Regions from separate parts of the Rattus norvegicus genome. Here region 1 is linked to region 2. A link is a contact called in public Hi-C data. All regions are on one chromosome and are shown on one strand. Each heading gives the region's core, a stretch centred on a gene start, on an enhancer-like site or on the middle of the called end of the contact. The rest is flanking DNA. Distances are from core to core; before and after follow the strand shown.

Region 1 (2,700 bases), core at 195-2,694, 93 kb after region 2:
TGCATGTATGTATGTATGTATGTATGTATGTATGTATGCATGCATGCATGCATGCATGCCACTGAGCCTGCAGGGCACAGAGAGCATATCAGATCTCCAGGAACTGAAGTCACAGGCAGTTGCGAGCCTCCGTGAGAACTGAGAACAGAATCTGCATCTTCTGTAAGGATAACAAGCACTCTTGACTGCCGAGCCATCTCTCAAAGCCCCATTTTGGTCTTTTTCAATGAATCTTTCAATGAAGAAAGCAATACTCTGCTATCAACTCGTCTTGTACACACTGACCAAAATGCTATCAACAGAACTTACACAAAGTCATTTTGTGGGCTGAGGCAATGGCTCAGTTGATTTTCAAGCGTGAGGACCTAAATCTGACCCCTAGAGCCCATATAGTAAAGTGCACAGAAAATGCAGTTCTGGGGTGACTAAAACATGATCACTAGGATTCACTAAGCAGCCAGCCTGGTCTAACTGGAGCACTCTCCAAGACAATGAAGACACCCTGTCTCAATAATCAAGGGGGATGACGTCAGTCAAATGATACACACATGCACACACATCTGCAGGTGCACACATGCATACACACAACACACAAAATTATTTTGCTTCTACCACGGACACTGAAAATTAGTTGACATCATCTACACACAGACCTCTAACACAGAAGTTACCCCAACAGAATTTTCTCTAACGACAGATGGTCTGATATCTGGCTATTCAATGGACTTGACATTGCCCAGATAGGAACACAGAGCACTTGAAAAGTAATTAGTGTGACTAAGTGAATTTTTAATTAACCGAAGGAGCCAGTTGTTATCCTAGCCAGCTTTCCTACAGTGAGCGCGAACCACTGAAATAAATGTTCGTGAAAATAGTCAAGAAACATATCCTCGGAGAAATTCACTCCTTTAAACAGCATGGACACACGCTACTGCCTGTCACAGCGGTGAACTAGCACATTCCAGCAGTTGTCCTCGGTACTCTGGGACCCTGTAAAGGTCACATTATCAGCTAGAAACCGGCATATGTGTCATCAGCATTCACAGACTCGTTCTGGTGTCAAATCTCAATCAGCAAAAACGATGCTCAGCAGATGCATTTATCATAAAACTCTGAACTCGTAACATCTCGTTCTTCTGTAACTCAGCCTACTGAATACTGCTTCTCACAGTGTTGCAGTTTGTCAGGACACCTTCACTTCTTTCACTATGAGCACACCCCTGAGGGGTGTGTCCACACTAACAGCTTTAATACATGATCAAGATCTGCGTGCTAGCTTTACGGGGTGCTTTTCCATATTTGACAGAACGTCAACAGTTTATCTTTCTGTTCCCTCTCTTCTCAGGCAGCAGTCAAACACCACCCTCCCCCAGCCTCAGCCCTCATGCTATGAACGTAAACGCTTCCTTCTTTCCTTATCACCGTGACTCACAGGAATATTTGCAGGCCTTTCCAGACATCTCCAACAACAAATATGTATGCCGCCTAGAGAAGAAAATGGTGAGTAATGTAATAGGCTCTTGGCCCCACGTCGAATCTCAAAAGGAATCTGACGTGTGTGCCCGCCGGCCGCCTGCCGGTTTATTATGCGTTGTGGGTGTGCTTGTTTGGGGTAATGTGGGTGCACATGGAAAAGATGTATCACAGCTGGAGAGACACAGGAGGAGGTGTGCCGTGTTCCCCTCCTATGCTTTGCCCTGCAAACGCTGAATCCATCTGTGGTCCTGTTTTGTTTCCTTGTCTTTCATGGCCTTTATTAACTCATACACATTCTCTTGTCTTCTGGTTCACTGAAGCAGTAAGTCAGATAAGATTGTCCATATTTCTGTCAAAGTCACTGGCCATAAAGAAGGGCACGCTCAAACAAGGTAACTAATATTGTCATCTTCACGTACACTCTAGGATTTTAGGACAGCCGATTTAAACATCTTTGTCATAAGTTCATTGTCCTTATAAGTGGTGTATGACCATAAAGTCTCAACACAAAATGGCACAAAAAGTCTTAATGTTATAGTCAAAGTACATTTTCTCCAGCAAAGATCATCCTTTGCTGATCAAGAGAAATTCCTTCCTTATCCTGGATCTTGGCCTTTGGTCTTCCCCTAAGGTTTTGCAGAACTTTGCATCTTGAGCTAGAGAGGTGGCTCAGCCACTCACGGTGCTTCCTGCTCTTCCACAGGACACAAGTGTGATCACCAACACCCATGTTGCCTTCTTCACGACTGCCTGTAACTCCAGCTCCAGGGAGTCCGACTCCCTCTTCTGACTGTATGGGTATATGCTCACACATGGCATACATTCACACACACATACAAATGAATTAGAATAAAAGCTAGAGCTTGAGAAAGGAAATCTACCTTAACACACTTGGTAGCACACACCTTTTAACCCAGGCATTCAGAAGGCAGAGTCAGGCAGATCTCTGAAATAATTTCTGGCTTCGATATCTAAGACTGAAATAAACTGGACCAAGAGTTGGCAGTATCTTCTCTAAAGGGCAAAGAATGAAGACTTTAGGTTTTATGGGCTGTAGAGCCTGTTCAACTCCTTTTATTCGATATTGCGCTGTTTGAGACAGAGTCTTACTGTGTGCCAGGTTGACCTAGAACTCCCAAGTGCTGGTATTAAGTGTGGGACTGTTTAGTCCCCAACTCTATTGATAAAGAACAAAGTGTAACAGATAATGTCTAAATGGATGTA
Region 2 (2,700 bases), core at 110-2,609:
AGCTACAGAGGTATTCTCCTACATCAGGCTTTTATGTCTGTGCTGGGGACTTAAACTCTGGTGCTAAAGTATGCATTACAAGTACTGACCGGCTGAGCACCTCCCTAGCCCTTTAAGTAAACTTCAGAAGAATGGAAATATATTTAAAGAAACAAGCAAATAAATATAATAGAAAATTTGGAAATAAATCAATCAAGCAGCCAAAAGAGATGTACTTACATAAGTGAAAAAAATTTAGTATTTTTTGAAAAATTCATTTTTGAGGAAGAATCTTTCCTTAGACAATGGTAAACAAAATATTGTTACATTATTAAATTATACATCACATTCTATAAAACTGAAAATAATAATTGGTTTAATACTTGATGCCTATTAAAAATTCTCATTCATAAAGAATTTTTACAAACATGAGAATTCAAAGATTAATTTTCCAGTTAGTGGGGAATGTCCATGTTTGATCTTGTGATTCAAAGGCTCATTCCAACTATTAATCGTTAAAGATGAAGCTATAGAGGTCTGGAGAGATAGCTCAGTCAATATAGTGCTTCTTGACAAAAGTGGAGACCTGAATGTGGTCCTCAGAACTCATAGAGCAAAGCTGGGAGCGATGGCACACGTAATCTTGGTGCCAAGGACGTGGATATAGGCAGATCCCCGGAACTCGTTGGCTGGCTAGCCTAATGAGCAAGCCCCAGGCCAGTGAAATCCTATTTCAAAAAACAAGCCAATGGCTTCTGAGTAACCACAGCTGAGGCTGACATCCACGCATATGCACACATGTGCATTTGTATCCCCATGTATATACAGACATATGCACACGCACACACATGTGCACACACACATGTGCACACACACGCACACACACGCATTCACGCAAGAAGCAATAAAAATAGAAGCCATAAAATACAAAAGATTTATGATGGCAGAACAGGAAACCCCAGATCCCACATTCCTCCTATAGAAACATGGATTCAATAATTCATGGACTGAATCCCTTTATGAGAAATCCAGAAACAAGTTAAAGAGTTCTGGAACCCAGGCTAGTGCAAAACCAGCTGCATCCACACAAGCAGGAAAATGTGTGGAACCTTCCTACCATAGTCCCTATCTTGGAACAGAGCCATGACACTAGTGATGTCCCTGGAAAGAAGACTGGACTAGCCCCAAAGTTCTGAGGCATTTGCTTCTGTTCTGCCTTGAAATGCTGGCGTGAGCAGGCAGACTCATGCCTGGACACAACTAAGAGCAAAAGAGTTGGCAGCAGGCTGTTGCTCCAGAACGACAGTACAGGAGACAGGCTGGTACAGCCCAGCAGTACCTTGGGAAAGAGACTAGTGTATCAGGAATGTCGGCTTTCCAAAGAACTGCCTGTGACTAGACTGTCTTAGTCATTAGACACAGAGGCCACTGAGGACAAAGGAGGTGGCTGGGGAGCACGAGGCTGCTTAAGAGGCCTCACAACAGAAGAGGCAGACAAGCATGTATAAGGGGTTCTGATATCCAGGGAGATGAAACGGGCAAAGTCATTTGATCTGGTATCTCGCAGGCGAGTCCAGAGAAAGTAGATCCAAAGGAAAGATCCAAGGGGCTACCAGATGCCTAGCAGGGCTGATGAGTGAAGGTCTTTCTGTGTGAAGCTGGTGTAGTAAGAACTGAGAGGCGACTGTTGTATCAAGTGTGCAGAGACCAATGCGACATTACAAAAACACATGGGACATACGCCATCAGAGGAACAAGCTAACTGTGAAAGGATGAGAGGAGAGGGGAGAGGGAGTAAGAAAGCATATGAGAATTAATCATCACAGAGACAAAGAATGAAAAAAACAAACCAAACAAACAACAAACAAAAACCTTGAAATTCTGGAGCAGAGATGTTCACTCACTAGAGGGCTCATCTTCCGATTTCATTAAGAAAAGCAAACTCTAAGATCATCTGAAATTAAATAGTTTCAGGAGCAAAATTGAAAGAAAAAACAACAACAACGAAGCAAGCCTAAGGGAGTTATGGGACAGCCATTAAGCAGAACAGGGCATGTATTCTGGGACTCCTGGAGAAGGTGCAACAGTTAGAAAGTTCATTTATAGAAAGGTGAAAGGGTTAGGAATTTGAGTCTAACCTTGGCTACCACTTTAAAGCCAGTCTAAGCTGTTTGAAACCCTCAAAACAAAGCAAAACAAAACATAATACAGGTACATGCCTTTAATTAGAGCATTCTGGGTGTAGAGGTAAATAGATCTCTGAATTTGAGTCTACATAGTGAGTTCTAGGCCAGCTAGGGCTGTAGAGTAAGAGCCTGTCTCAAAACAACAACAACAAAAAAAAGAGTTTAGTGATGCAAAAAGGCTTCCTGCTTGTAATGCCAGTACTTGGAGAGCCAAGGGAGACAAATTGTCACAAGTCCAGGGCCACCTTGGAGTACACACTGAATTCTAGGCCAGCTTGGTACGGAGTAAGGCTCTCTCTTAAAAGGAGCAAAAAAAAATAAATAAATAAATAAAAATAAAAAATAAATAAAATATAGATTATGATCAAATTGTCTAAGGACAAAGCAAAAGAAAATGATCCCGGTGCTCCTACAGGGATAATGGGAGGCAGAGATAGGAGAATCCCCTGGAGCCTTCGGTCCCTCTAAAATGGTGTGCACAGTGGAATGACGGAGGCTTTGCTTCAAACAAGGTAGAGATATCCTAGGGTATCCT

The links. Hi-C and Micro-C count contacts between places; a contact is called where the count stands out from the background.
Region 1: a contact with region 2 is called in a Hi-C map of the A7r5 cell line, with 7 times the contacts expected there. The contact joins two enhancer-like sites. A contact is called at or near these places in 3 of 12 Hi-C or Micro-C datasets (the A7r5 cell line, the Rat2 cell line and Schwann cells).

What each region holds. Positions count from the first base shown.
Region 1 is chr10:71,502,942-71,505,641 of GRCr8, forward strand. The region is part of intron 6 of Brip1 (BRCA1 interacting helicase 1); the gene reads right to left. The region is part of intron 1 of LOC134480843 (large ribosomal subunit protein eL21-like); the gene reads right to left. Among named protein-coding and RNA genes, the nearest start is that of Brip1, 24 kb to the right of the region's middle. Within about 2 kb of position 1,445, at least 12 of the 93 cell types and tissues checked have an H3K27ac peak or open chromatin away from gene starts, as enhancers often do. A contact at or near this core is called in the A7r5 cell line, where this site is marked.
Region 2 is chr10:71,410,287-71,412,986 of GRCr8, forward strand. All of the region lies in intron 18 of Brip1 (BRCA1 interacting helicase 1), which reads right to left. The region is part of intron 1 of LOC134480843 (large ribosomal subunit protein eL21-like); the gene reads right to left. Among named protein-coding and RNA genes, the nearest start is that of Trnav-aac22, 42 kb to the right of the region's middle. Within about 2 kb of position 1,360, at least 3 of the 93 cell types and tissues checked have an H3K27ac peak or open chromatin away from gene starts, as enhancers often do. A contact at or near this core is called in the A7r5 cell line, where this site is marked.